2 separate regions of the Anas platyrhynchos genome follow, and region 2 is linked to region 1. The links are chromatin contacts, called in public Hi-C maps. All regions are on one chromosome and are shown on one strand. Each heading gives the region's core, a stretch centred on a gene start, on an enhancer-like site or on the middle of the called end of the contact. The rest is flanking DNA. Distances are from core to core; before and after follow the strand shown.

What was found. Hi-C and Micro-C count contacts between places; a contact is called where the count stands out from the background.
Region 2: a contact with region 1 is called in a Hi-C map of liver, with 10 times the contacts expected there. The contact joins two enhancer-like sites. A contact is called at or near these places in 6 of 8 Hi-C or Micro-C datasets (F1 follicle, liver, skeletal muscle and 2 more).

Annotation. Positions count from the first base shown.
Region 1 is chr5:8,928,168-8,935,742 of IASCAAS_PekinDuck_T2T, forward strand. No RefSeq gene overlaps it. Among named protein-coding and RNA genes, the nearest start is that of CLBA1, 6.9 kb to the left of the region's middle. Within about 2 kb of position 2,789, at least 2 of the 8 cell types and tissues checked have an H3K27ac peak or open chromatin away from gene starts, as enhancers often do.
Region 2 is chr5:9,047,272-9,054,846 of IASCAAS_PekinDuck_T2T, forward strand. AHNAK2 (AHNAK nucleoprotein 2) reads left to right here. Exons shown (of 7, transcript XM_072038223.1): 7 at 1-1,771. The coding sequence ends at 718. PLD4 (phospholipase D family member 4) reads right to left here. Exons shown (of 11, transcript XM_021275836.4): 10 at 7,518-7,575; 11 at 5,429-6,054. The coding sequence ends at 5,852. Among named protein-coding and RNA genes, the nearest start is that of PLD4, 18 kb to the right of the region's middle. Within about 2 kb of position 2,645, at least 2 of the 8 cell types and tissues checked have an H3K27ac peak or open chromatin away from gene starts, as enhancers often do.

The DNA.
Region 1 (7,575 bases), core at 1,539-4,038:
CAGAAGCAGGAGGCTGCTAACCTCATGCCTGCTCTTGGTATGGCAAGCAACAGTCCATAAATTTCAGGAGATTAAAGGTGGTCTTGAGGTCCCATTGCACTTCACCGAGAGCGTGGCAGGCACGCACCTTGTAAGCAAGCACAACATGTCAGCAGCTGCTCATGTGGGTTTTATCACCCTGCTGCAAAACCAGGAGAACTGTCAGTGCTTTGGCATTGCTCCAGGGCTGCTATTCCTGGATCCCACAGAAGACCCCTCCGAGGTCGCACTGTGAGATAGCTTTTTGGCCTCCTCCCCACCACGACTGGCAGCGGCACCCTCTGTGTGCCTGCTCCTGTTTCCAACGCAGTAAGGGTGCTGCTCTTCCGTACTTGTTTCTTGGTGAGGGGGGACACAAGGCTTCTGATGGAATTAGTTTTGAGCCCAGCTCTGCAGGGAAGTGATAAATATCACCAGGCAGCTCGGGAGGGCTGGCACACCATTAAAAGCAGTCCCCTGTGAGCTGCAGGGGAAATCATTCACCCAGCAGCTATGTGAAACCATCAGCAGCCATCATGAACTGCCTGCCCCATCCTGACCTGGCATGGATGGCTTTGCTTCCCACCCATGCGATAAATATTGTCATACAATCATAGCATCATTTAGCTTGGGAAAGACCCTTAAGATCATCCAGTCCAACCGTCACCTAACACTGCAAAGTCCACCACTAAATAATGTCCCTAAGCACCACATCCACACCTCTCTCAAATACCTTCAGGGAAGACAACTCTACCACTTCCCTAGCCATCCCATTCCAATGGCTTAACCACTTTTTCTGTGAAGAAATTCTCCTGATCCAACCTAACCCTTCCCTGGTACAGCTTGAGGTCATTTCCTCGCATCCTATCACTTGTCACCCAAGAAAAAATGCTGATGCCCTCCTCTCTGTAAAATCCCTTTAGGTAGCTGTAGAACCCATACAACATCCAGTTCTCGTAAGTACAGCTTGAGGGCTGTCTGGTTAGGTGGCGTGGCCCCACAAAGGTGTTCTTATTTTTCTCTTATTGCTGTTTTCTCCTACTTAAAGCTCCACTCCTTGCCCTGAGTGCAGTCAAATCAGAAAAACTGGGAGCATAGCTTTTTATGGTTTCCCTTCTGAATGCAGCTGAAAGTGGGCCCTACACTCTCTGGACTTGCTCCTAGAAAAATACTACACATCCCACAGCTTCAAAGAGGAGGTTGTTAAATGTATGGCAGCAGCACGTGGTACCATAACAAAGCTGTATTCAGTGCTAATCGGTGTCACCAACTTACACCTGCTCCTTGCTCTTTGATAATTTCCTATTAAGCTACAGTTCTGTGTCTCTTTTCTGCTGATCATTCCAAATCATCATAGACTGCACTGAGCACCTCCATAAATCCAACAGTCTCTGCCACCCGCAATTTTTTTTTAGATATCTAGACATTAATTTATAGAAAACACGCCTTGTAGTTTTTGCCAGTGCCCTGCACGCACTGTAAATTGAGTTGTGATCGCTGCGGTTTGCAGCTCGCTAATCCTCTGTTTTAATGCCCGATTAGGCCCCAAATCCATTATTGTTAGTGAGATGTGCGTGTGTGGAGGGCAGGAGGATTTCATCCTCTCTGAGCGCTAAGCTGCTAAAGGTACACCTGACTGGTGCCGTACCAGTGTATTAATTAGCCTGCTTGGAAATTTCATCGCTTCAGTGAGGTTGCTGAAAGGTCAGGCACTCCATTAGGATTGCTGCGCTTCAACTTTAAGTCTGAGCACTTGATACTTAAAAAAAAAAAAAAAAAATCCAGAAAAAAATAAAACCACAAATCACAAAGCACAAAGATTTTTTTTTAAAAAAACTTGAGTCCCTCCCTTCAAGCAACATTTGGAAGAACACCAAATTACAATAATTAGCATCTCTGAAGAAGATGCAAGAGATTACAAGAACCTTGCCTCTTCTTTCCCCAGGTGAGCTTCGTAAGGGCTCCAAAGGCAGGTGGAGCAATGGTCAGCAGTTCACTTTGCAGAGGGAGAATCAGCACCATCCACCTGCCCTGTGACACAAAGAATGAAAGGAGGTTGAAGGTATCCATCCCTGAAAGAAGGCACTGAGGCTGGTAGATGTCTCCTTGTCACAAATTCTGTGAAGTAGAATTAATTACTCATCAGTACAGATGTCATTTTATTCCTTGGAGGGCATCACTGCAGTATGAATGAAAAATACATGCCATCATTGCTAGAAAATAAAAACATGGAATGAAATGGCAGAAAGGCCAAATTTGTGTGAATTTTGCATACGTGCATAAGGCAGTCATCTACCTTTCCTGCTGGGTGGTGCCACCACCAGGTAGAGCACCATGACTGTGGTATAGACAGCAGGCAAGGGTTTAGCTACCAGGCAAAATAGCTGACAAGTTTTTAAGCTGAGGTAAACTCCCAGCTGAGCTTTCAAGCTCTCGTGATGCCTGCTTTTACATCTGGCAGGTGAGAACGTGCTCTCTGGGACCTCTCTCTGAGCTTTAAGGTCGGACACGTGCGTCTCATAGCTGGGGGAGCCACAAATGTGCACAAGGAGTTCTGGCAGCCCAGGGGACAGATGGCAGCTCGTGGAGCTGCAATAAAATAACCCTGGATTGCATTTGGCTGCGAGTGAGCCCAGCGAGGCAGGGCAGGCTGTCAGCGCAGGGCTGCAGGAACATGCCCTTCCCTCCTGCCTTCCCTGAGAGTGCTCCCAGCTTATCTTCCTTCTCGTCACTGCTAAAAATACCGTGTGTACCACACTCAGTCAGATACAGAGCGATTTTTAGAATTCATATGGCATGGGGACTGCTTTAAAGCCTGATTCAACCACCCCCATGAGCCTTGTTGCCAGCTACCCTTTGCAGCGTGCAGTTAATAAGGCAGTCTTTAACTTCATTCTTGATTGCAAAGTGCTAAACTAACTACAGCTCAGTGTATCGGCTTCTGTAAGAAGAAGAACTCAAACCTACAAGGTTAAAGCTGGCTGTGAGGAGCTGGACGGGGAAAGGAGGCTGCTCAGCACCGTAACTGCAAGGTTGGACAATTCACGGAACAGATCAAAAGAGGGCAGGCGAGAGCACACAACCCCTTCCTCCTGTGCTAGCAATGCTATCGCGGCTAAAGCTGCAAGAGGGCAGCATGTGTTGTGTTTAATGGTTTATTGGCTCCACTGCTGAGGTCACATTTCTGAGAGCAAAACAAATCAGCCGTAAATTCAGGGAACCTCTGCTGCCACAGCTGGGTCCGGCCTGGGACTTCAGAGCCTGGACCTAGATACAAACTCTCCCCAAATGCCCAAGTACTTGCATTTTAAGATTTAGATTGTGTTCATTTCCATTTATGGGAGAGAAAGAGAGAAAGAGAGAGAGACAGAGAGAGAGAGAGACAGGAAGGAAGGAAGGAAGGAAGGAAGGAAGGAAGGAAGGAAGGAAGGAAGGAAGGAAGGAAGGAAGGAAGGAAGAGAAAGAAAGAGAGAAAGAGAGAAAGAAAAAAGAAAGATAGAAAGAAAGAGAGAAAGAAAGAGAGAAAGAAAGAGAGAAAGAAAGAAAGAGAGAAAGAAAGAAAGAGAGAAAGAAAGAAAGAGAGAAAGAAAGAGAGAAAGAAAGAAAGAAAGAAAGAAAGAAAGAAAGAAAGAAAGAAAGAAAGAAAGAAAGAAAGAAAGAAAGAAAGAAAGAAAGAAAGAAAGAAAGAAAGAAAGAAAGAAAGAAAGAAAGAAAGAAAGAAAGAAAAAGGAAGAAAGAAAGAAAGAAAAAGGAAGAAAGAAAGAAAGAAAAAGGAAGAAAGGAAGAAAGAACGCATCTATTAGCAGCTGGCCTAGGCTTCTTATGCTATTGTAAATGAGGTTAGCAGTGCTCTATGGAGTATTATCATAAGGTTGCAATTAGCAATGAGAACCATGCCACACACATTTTACATTAAAGAAAACGGTTGTAGTAAAAGGCCAATGATGTTGCAATTCAAGCAACATCAAAGTGTGCGCATCATGTAAATGACTTATACAGCAAAATGTAAGCTTTAGAGGCATAGACACACCAAAAATGTATTTAAAAAAAATATCTTGTTGAAAAGTCTGGTCACATTTTATGTTAATTTTCCATATTTTTAATATTTTATAAAAGGGCACTAATTTATTATTAGCCTGAATACAGACATGATTTACTTGGATATGAACATGTCAAGGAAATACATTTTGCTAACTAAAACCGTCTTTTAAAACAAATTTACTGAGCTATTACATTTTATAAAATACTTAACCATGTACTAGCCATCTAAATGTTCACCAGTTGCTTTCTACTTATAAGCTATTAATGCTTTATATGCTGTTTATGAGCAGAAACCTGCAGAATGAGGTGTTTTGAAAGCTTCTGGGAGCCTTACAATTTTTAACTTACAGCTAACACCTGGATGTTGTTCTCCCTATGGTCAGCGAGACTGGGCCATTAGCTGTAACTGGAAAAAAGACTGGGTCCTCTATTTTGAAATAATGACACCAAGGTTTCTATATTTAAATCATTTAATATGGAAAGGCTGCTAGGCAAAAATACTCCAAATAAAGAGAGGGCTGAATTGAGTTTGGTGGGGTAACTTTAGTATTTCATAACTTTGCCTTGTTTAATTTTTAATGCATTAATTTTGCATTTGAACACAGCATCTTTCAGCATAGATATATTGGACTATATTTAGTGCCAGTTAATGCAGCCTATGCTAAGTAAGTAAGGGCCATGGATGCATCTGACAGCATCTTTATGAGGGATCTTAACAGCACAAAGCGCCTTCTTGCAGAACATCCCAAACGGAGACTTAGAAGACAATGACATCAGGGGGTAAAAATGCACACGGTCAGCACATCTGGATCAGCACATCGTGACAGCATTTGCTGCAAGGGACCTTTTCAAGCCATGGTCAGACTCAAGCTGCCATTTTCCAGGCAGAAGCCTTGGGCAGGACAGCAGTATAATTTTCCTGGGTCTAAGCCTGCTGGTGTAATGGGGTGCATGTTGTATCCTACTTCCCCAGTGGGGCAAATTATGCCCAGAAGTTCTCATTTCAGGACTGCTGAGTATTTGAAAGGCTGTTAGTGTAGTGTAAAAAGCAGCAAAGCAGAACCTGTAACATGGGAAAAAACATCTGAGGTTTGTTCTACAGGTTGAAAATGATCCTCAGACAGTGCTGGAAAGGGAAACGTCAGCTTAGCCAAAATGCAAGTGCAGAGGGAGCCTCTGCTCTAGCCACTGCTACTCTAGCAGCTCTTGGTTTGCACTGTGGCATTGCTGTGAATGCCTTGTCCCACAGCCATGAAAGCTGGTGGCAAGGCTGACTGCTGCTCCATGGCAATGTTCTTGCAGCAGGGGTGAGGGACAGGCCCTCCTGACACCACACTTTGCACCCAAACAGCTGGTGAGGTTCCAGCTGTGCGCCCTGTAAGTCTCCAGATGTTTGCTGGTGAAGACAACATTTGAGCTACCTACTGCAGACAGTGGTCATGTGTGATCAGAAGTGAAAGTGGAGGTCTGTGTTCAGCTGGTAGGGGGGATGCGAGGCTAACCATGCCACATGCCAAAATTTGCCACACGTTCTGTGCCACAAAGCCATTCCTCCATCCTGATAGACTGACCAAGGTTTGGGTTGGTACCTGGGCATCCTGCTTTGTTCAATTTCAGTGTGCCTCTCTGATTTAGCCCCCATGCCAGGGATTTGGCTAACTGAGCAGCATGTGAGACGTGGGCCTGGAGAAGTGCTGGGCTTCCTCTGCTTGGAAGCATCATGTGGCTGCTGGCTGATCACCCCATGTGCAGGGAGCTGCAATCTGCTACCAGGTTTCCTCTAGCTGTGTGTGAGGATGCCACTTGTTTTGAATATGCCCTGTGTCCCTTGCCTTGGTACGCTATGGGTGCCACTGCTCGTGTTCTTCCCTTTCTCACCCATGAGCATGAGGAAAAAATACGATTACCCATCACTTGGTTCAGCCAAAGGACTACATGGATGATTTACACCTCATTCACCAGACAGCCACACCAGCAGTCTGCAATTCAGAGCACTCTTTATGTAAGAGAGCTGTCTGTCTGTTCTATCTCGGTTTTGCTGTTATTTTTACCCTTTTCTTTTGCTACATCTCCAAAAAATCTGTGGGGCCTTAGCTAATTTGGCTTCATTTACATTCAACCAGCCAGACCAAATTACTGATTTCAGATGTCTGATCTATAGCATAGGATAGAGTCTTGAAGCAATTAAATCTAGAAGAACTGGCGTGTGTGCAGTAGTGCGGATTGACTCCAGCACCATACCCCTTTCCATCTTCATGCTTTAACCAAGAAATTAAAATACTTTTTTTTTTTTTTTTTAATGATATGGAATCTTAATTTTACAACAGTAAAAAAGAAAAAAAAAAAAAAAGTCTAGAGACCATTTGCTGACTTTTGATTATGATTTTTTTATTTGATTCCCAAAGTCCTTGACATTCTAAGTAACAAGCCTCAGCAAGAAATATGAGGACCGTGTGTATTGCAAAACACCAAATTTTTTAGAGCTCTTCCATGAACAAGGGGACCTTCATGGCTTAAGGAGCTACCTCCCATCAGCTGATCCCTGGTTACTCATCCCATATGCATTTGCTGCTGTGTTAACAGGTGTGTTTTGTTCCTTGGGTGAAACAGGTGGAAAGCAAACAGGACGAACTGTTACTCGGGCTGTGGCACCTTAATAGTTTTTGATGTTCATCCACACCTCTACCATAAGTATGAGTTACCAAGGCTGGTTGGCCCATCCCAGATGCAACAGCAGTGTCTATACCAAGTTTATTTTATCCTACAGAACTCTTCCCTAAGGCCTCAGCTGTTGGTACAGGGAAATAAACCTGTCTGTGTGTTTTACTAAAAATAATTCTTGCATTTGCCCAGTTTTCCTATTAACTTTATCAGAATTCTATAATAACCAAGCTCAGGAAATCCATACTGAAAGATCCTTATCTCCTCTTAAATAGCAATTTACCCTAACATCATATATGAAATAATTGTATGATATGATAAATTCATGCCAAGCTTTGGTTGTTCCAAATGATCCAACATCTTTCTTCAATTAATGACAACCATTTTTCCATAATATAAAAATGAATCGAGTCATTTTACGGACTTGCAGGCTGAGCTTTTGAATGACTTCATCCAGAATTTTATATTTCAGAGGTGGATTCATAGCGCTAAAAGAGTAAATGTATACGCAGTGGTTTAAATAATCAGATTAAATGATTCATGGTGTATATATAAAGTTGCAAAACAGTCATCTTAAGGAAAACACATGCTTGATGAACACTTAATGCTTATTTTCCCATTATTTGAGTAATTTTGAGAGGCATTTTTCATGTATACAGAGTGTTAAGTAAGAAACATGACAATATTTTGCCTTAGGGGGACTGTGTTCTTATCTTTCGACTTGCAAGAGGCATGAGGTGAAATGTCCAAGCTGTTCTAGCTGTCATAGCTATACAATACCACTTTGAAGTATGTTAATATTCTTTCTGAGCTGTTCCACTGCTCCCCACTGAAACCCTCCCATTACAAGTTGCC
Region 2 (7,575 bases), core at 1,395-3,894, 120 kb after region 1:
ACCTCACACTGAGACTGAAGGATCTAGTAGAGTGATAGGTTTGCCAAAGTTAAAAACATTTGCCGTTGAAGTAGAGCCCTCTGGTAAACCTGAGGAGAGTCATCCTGACAAGTCACCAGAGGAAATAACCACAGCTCCTCTCTCTAAAGATGAGGATGTAGCTGAAGCTCTAGAAGACGAGGAAAAATACATAACTAATGAAAAAGAAAAGACTGATAGTAAAAGATCTCCTGGAAGATTCAAATTTTGGCTTCCAAGTATTGGCTTTTCATCTTCTGGTGATGAAACAAGCTCAGACTCAAAAACAGAAGTAAAAAAAATAGAAGAAATGAAACCAGAAGATATGAAACCAAGTGACACATCTGTTAGTGATTCTTCTAAGCAAACAGAAAAAACTGGATGGTTTAGATTTCCCAAGCTTGGTTTCTCGTCTCCTTCCAAAAAAGCTAAGACCGTTGACAAAGAAGAGATAGGTCATAAAGAGAGAAGAATCTCAGATGAAGATAGCCCATCAGATAAACCTGAAGTATTTTTCGATGCACAAGAAACCTTATCACCCAAAGAAACAACAGAGGGTGAAAAAGTTGAAATTGATGGGACCTCATCTAATGTTCCAGTGTCTCGAACTATAGTTACATCTTCAGCAAGGACTGAACTAATCTTGTTGGAGGAAGAAAAAGATAGCCAATCTAATATTTCTGGAGAGACAACCAAATGAAGATTGTCTTCTCTCAACACCCTCAGTGAAAATAAAATAATCTATACAGAAAAAAGAAAAAGAGAGAGAGAGAAAAAAAAAAAAAAGAGAGAAAGAGAAAAAAAGAAACAATGTTTTCCTGATTTTCCAGTAGTCAAAAATTGAACGAAACTCAAAGTTGATATTTATGAAATCTATTGACTGAACAGGATTTACCACATCTAAATCTTCAGACACATGAATGTGCTGTACTGTGCAGTAATAAAAATACTATTTTATCCAAATCTGCCCCGAAGGCAACAACTACTACAAGTACAGGGAAGTTCATAGTTTTAGTAAAGTCTTAGAAGATACCTGAACCATGAAAGTAAACTATTGAAAACACTCAATGACAACATACAAACTTGTTAAATATGCTTCTCAAAACAATGCCAGTTATGATTAGATTATAGATTATTTGCAAACAGAGTATAAACTAGTACTATGAGAATTATACTTACCTGTTTAGATTTTGGACATTTCTGACCTATTTTTGCTTTCTTACTAAACTATTCTTCTTTATTTCAGCTAAGGTAATGCATATATTCCACAGTCATTTAAAAATGCAAAATGAAAACAAAATACTAGTGTAGAGAGACTAAGTCTTTACCCCTTCCTCTCTTCTCATTTTTGATTACTGTGGTGGGTCATATTTAGCCTTAAAAGGTCAAAAATAAATCAATAAATAAATAAATTCAAGACCAAAAAAATATTTCACATTTTAAGGTACCAAAATAAAACATGGTGGTAAAGAATAATTATAAAAATTTGGATAAATAAATTTTTATGTGTATATTTACTGGATAGATAAATGCACAGAATGATCTGCCACACTTTGGTGGAATTGCTTCAAAGATTTTCTGGGAAAGGAGATGTATATAATTATTTACCTCTGTTTATATTAATGCTTCTCTAAAGTGCACAGCCAAAACCAGAGTGCATATGTGACAGCCTTCATATGTATCATTAAAACACTGTCTGTATTCTTAATTCACAATAAACTCACCATATGAAAAATAAAACAAGTACCATGAATTACTGATAGTGCCATTAGCATTTTCTAGTTCTGAAAACTGCAGCTGAAAACCCCAGGTTTGATTTGCAGGTTTGATTGTATCCCACTCTATGCTCCTCAGTGACTGCTTAATGGCAGTACAGTTTCTAAATATGATGGCAGTGGTTACAAATTAATCTGAGACTTTTCACCCATTACAATCCCAAGTTTTACAATTTGCATGTGCAGTCATGCATCTTTATTTTTTTTCATCCTGTCTTTTCTCATCCTTTTCTCATCCTGTCTTATCTATCTCTATATTCTACTTCATACAGGGAATGCAGACATAGCAAAACATTCAGAAATTGAGTTATCATGGAAGTGTACTTGTTTGTGTAACCATTTGTAGCTCAAGATATTCTCCATGTCTGCATCTTCATGGTAGTCTTAAATATTCTACAGACCTTCTGGAAGCCTGTGTTCCTCATATTATCTCTGAAGAGACTGTTGACATAAGTAGTAGGCCTGTATGTGGATCATGCAGCATTTCCCCAAAGTTTCTCTAAGTTTATGTGTCATTGTTGAAAAGACTCGAAGTTACCACATCAGACAACATATACGAGGACTGAAGAAGAGCATTGTGATCACGCCAGAAAAACTGAGACCAGAAAAACGTAATATACGTAATAAAGGACATCCCATTGTAACAGCAGTTCTCATCTGCCTGAAAGGCAGCCTTCACGTAAAAAGTTTCTCAGGTAGTGTCCCTTAACTTAGGCACACAGAAAGAAATCCACCTTGACAGTACCACCTCTAGGAGTCTGTCATGATGGTGAAAGAATGAGGTCAATTAAAACTGAGCTCTGAGACAGCAATGACCACAGAGCAATACTCTCTATTATGTTATTAAAAGTTGAATGAAGTAGATGAGGAAAGAACAATAGAGAAAAGAAGCAGCAATAAAACCTTTCTCCAATAGGCTACTGTCAGCTTGGTGAAAGTGAAGGTTAGGAAAAAAACAACCATGTTAACAAAGTATTTCCCAATGGTCTGAGTGCAGGAATAGCTAAGGACAGAGCTTAAAAGAGTGCAAGGAGCACAGACATAAGTCTGCAAAACACTGACATCTTGTCAACAGGCTCCTGTGTTTCTGACCCCACCTATTTTTTGACTCTCAGGCTGTTTCCTTAACTATGGTAGGTTTCTTGGGATACTGCTGTTCATTTTTTAATGCTGGAAAATTGGGCTGTTCAGCTAAACATCTATGTGCAGTCTCCAGCCACACAAACCTAGAACTACAATTTGGCATGGAAAGGGAGCTATAAATACATTAAAAAGAAGCACATGTATGTCGCCGTTCCTTCTCTCCCACCCCAGTATCCTTCATTGTTGGGACATAAATACATGACTATTAGCTGGCTATTTTGCTGTTATATTTCCTAGAAACATAGAATCACAGAATGGTTTGGGTTGGAATGGACCTTAAAGATCACCCAGTTCCAACCCCGTGCCGTGGGCAGGGACACCTCCCACCAGACCAGGCTGCCCAAAGCCCCATCCAGCCTGGCTGTGAGCACATCTAGGGATGGGGCATCCACAGCTTCTCTGAGCAACCTGTGCCAGTGCCTCACCACCCTCTGAGTGAAGAATTTCCTCCTAACCTCTAGACTAAATTCCTCACTTTTAGTTTAAAACCACTCCCCCTTCTCCTATCACTACCTGCCCGTGTAAAAAAGTCACCCTGCATCTTTTTCATGTCTCCTATTTGAAGTATGACCTCTGATATCCCAAAGGCAAGACAGCCAAAGTTAATCCTGAATGAGAAAACAGAGGCCAAGGAGCCAGTGCCCCTGATGAAAGAGCTAGCAGTTGTTGAAAAATTTATAACTATCAAAAAATTAGGATCAGAAACAGATAATAGAAAAGCTTTGGGATGAAGCTGATGTCTAATGCATGAGTTCAGGTAACTTTGTTGTCTTGTCCAAACGCATAAAGCTATGGAGCCTGCTAGGTACTGCATGGCTATCATCTGCATGGCTGTCAGCAGTGCTATAGCCACAAGGCCTTGCACCGAGCCAAGTGTCCTCAGAAACTTGCTGGGACAGCAGGGCAGAAGCTCTACACGAAATCCTCTCAAATAAAGGCAGGTCAGTTAGCTAAAGATGTACTTCATCACAGGTAGGTGAGAGGACCTGGGTCTAGCAGACTACCATGCTCAAGACCCAAGCCAGGAATTTTGCCTAGGCCCACCCAAGTAGACCAGCACTGAGCAATATCTGAACTGTCTGTGGCCAGGGCTTAGTTGACCTCCAAACTAGAAAAATCCATCCAAGCCTAACACACAATAATTAATGAATTGTGAAGTGTAATAATGAATTACACTTGGGAAAATCCTTACCTTGAAGAAATCACAATCTGAATGAAAGAGACAAGCAATAGATGGGTTGATAAGGACTATTACTATCCCTGTCTCACACATGGAAAAGGAAAATACTGAGAGATGCAAGGCCAGGTTATAATTTACACCATGTTTTACCTTTGTAATAGAGTACAAATAACGTGTAGCCACCAAGAGGCCCCAAAAGACTTATAAAAAAAAGGAAGCTAAACCCAAGTTCATCTGAAATCCAGTTCATTGCCTTAATTGCAAAGCCCTCCTTTGTATGTGGAGGAAAACAAAACAAAAACAAGCAAACAAACAAAAACAAACAAACAAACAAAAAACAGGTGATGGCGGAAAATAAAATAGCACCCTTGAAGGCATCAATTTTTCCTTTATAAGTTGAACCTTATCCCAGAGGATTCTTGTATTACCAAGATACAAGCTTCACAACCTGTCCAGAAACTTTGCCCCACTGAACAACTTACCGTTACTGTCCGATTGGAGCTCAAAAGGGGAAGAAAAAGTTTTCTTCCTTTTCCTGCTAAACTTGCCTTGGAAAAAAAGTGAAAACGTAGCTTCGAGTGCCATCTAGAGGAGAGCATTGCTCTACAGAAAGTAGCTTCGTTGATGTTCATGAACACATTAACTTCTCAAAAAGATTTTCAAATTCTCCCACCATTCACGTGTGCTTCTTGTATTGGGAAAAATCCGTCCAGATGTTTTTCCTGCACACAATTATTAATACAGTGTATGGCCAGATGTACTTCTTGGTACAGGTTGAGAAACTTGTGAAGCTAATGAAAACCCAAACTGGGAAATTCTACTGTGCAAGAAATTTTAATTAGTGAATGGATATCTCAAATTTTTAAGCAGACTCTAGAAAATAAATGGGAGAGGAGTGCATTGCAAGCAACTGTATCTCCTCGGTATGTTAACATATATGTGAATATACAGTGTGATCAGTAGATATAACTACATGTCTTAAAAAATATGCCTTATTAACAACAAACAGTGGCTTGTAGTGATGGATTAAACAGTCCAAGGAATCTCAGTCCTAGTTCAGCTCCACCTCTCATCACAGCTTGGCCCCCATCTTGCTTACTACAGGAGGCCAATGCACAGATATCCAAGCACACCAGACGCGCAATCCAGGGCAGCTGAGCTGGAAGCTGATCCCAAGATTTAAATCCTAGGTATTTAACTCCAGTGATTAGCCTCAACATTTAAATACAGGTGCTTCCTTGTACCTCTAATGCCTAATGCTTTCAAATATCTTCCCTTGCTGCTGTAGGTGATTACTTGCAGTACTCAAACCTTCTAGTAGCCAGAACTTTATTTTTAAACACATGTAAGAAAACACTGTTAGTGGAATATTAGGGTTGAATATATAGCATCCTAAGACAGCACAGCAATAATGACCTGCTTCTCCGATGTATTCAGATCTGGTTATGTCTTCCATGTTTGCTTTAATATCAGACAGCTTGTCTTATCATACTGCATGCGTTTCATTAACTCTGAGATGGGGTAATCATACACAGCAAAGAAAATGTCACACGCTGACTAATGAGTAGGCAGGTAGACTCAACTCTGAGAAGTTCTAACATCATCAGGCAGCATGGATACCACAAATAATAAATTTATCTGACAAAGACATAAAACAGAAAGCTCCTTGTTTTGCACAGGGAACAAGATTAATATGTATTTTTCTTTCTATTTTAAATGCATACTTCAGTTCACTTCAGAGACTGTCTCTCCAGTTACAGTCTTTCTGTCCTTGCACATCTTCTAGATTCACTGAATATTTGGAATTCCAGTCACGCTCAAAAAGGGTTTTTAATTGTTCCTGGATAGGCCTTCTTCGCAGGTTGGTTGAATTCTGCTTGATAATTAGTCCCACACCAGCTGTGTTAGTGAAGTAATCTTCTGACCAATTGGAAGTCCCTGTGTAGTGGAAAAGGAGCTAATTAGAAAACATCCATTTTCCAATGTTTTGTTTGATCTCTGGACTTGTTAAGTATACATTGCCTTGCTTTGCTGATTTGCTGTACAACTGCAAATCTCATTAGGGCTAACTGAGCAACAAAAATCAGGTCACCTCTTTCTTATTCCAGACCTCAAGTTTTGGAAAGACAGTGTTAACTGCCACTCTGAAGCTTCACAGCAATCTGATTTCTTAGTGTGTGGCAGAGATGTGTGCATCTGCTTGAATAAATATGGGAACAGAGCGCAGCATTTGGGTATTATGAGGGGGCTAAAGCTGGTGTTTGATACGGGTTTCTGCATAGAGAAGAGGAGAATCTTCAATGTACTTAATTCTCTCTTTATCTATGAGGCAGTATGCTACCAGTAAAATAACCTCAAGCACTTTGTATACTATCAGAAGCAAAGGACTAGCAACAAATGAGCTTCAGAGTGGGTCTTCACTTGTTAAAGGAAAATAAGAGGAGAAACTGGATCCTAGATTAAATCCTCAGGAGCTGTTCTGAGCTCAAAATGCAAAGCCTGCTTTTAAACCAGGCAAAGTTGGGAATCTGGCTGTAAATGTTGCCTAGGGCTCTCTCCAAAGCCACCAGCATTCAGAAAAGCAAATATTACGAAAAAATACATATTTTAACACTTAGCATTTTCTTCTGGTGCTTGCCTTAGCCAGAAAATCTACTATCAATTCTAGAAGGTGCTTTGTCATGAAAACAACTTATTTGCATACCTATCTTCAAAAGACAACATGGTAAGAAACAGGTTCTATTAAAAGCAATTGGAGCTGCAAGTCTTCAGCCCTTTGGAAGGTCAGGATATTTGCTGGTTTGTATTGCTTGGAGGATGAACTGACTGAAATGACAGGCCCCTTTCCTTTTTAGAGGGATCCTCGTAAAAGAGCAAGAAAAATAAACACCATCCTGACTTTCAGGAACTGAGCAGCAATTGACACTAGAGTTTCCTTATTTCCTTATTTCAATGCCTAGAATTCTGTTCAACAAACTATGTGGAATTAAATCCTCCCAGCAATTTATTTTTATTAAAGCACGATAATGTACTAGAGCATTAGCTATCACTGCATCATTCTGAGCACACAGTCTGTGAAATTCCCACTGTGCTTGTCACAAACTATGCACTCTGACTTGTCACACTCCATTCTTAATGGTTCACAATCATATGAGATAATCTCCTACTGAACCTGACCTACATTATTTTCTCCCCTTTGCATCTCTGCTTCTATGCCCAGGGAAGATATTCTGAAAAAGATGTGTATTTTGATATGTTTATCTACTTTACACGGCAAAATTAGCTTTTTTTTTTTTTTTTTTTTTTTTTTTTTTTTTTTTGATATTGCAGCCCATCCTATCTCATTCTCAGCCCTATAGATTTGAAGATACTAAAAATGTTTGTAATAATGGAATACGTACCAATATAGGCTGATTTATCAGTGACCATATATTTGTTGTGATTCACTCTCGCATAAGG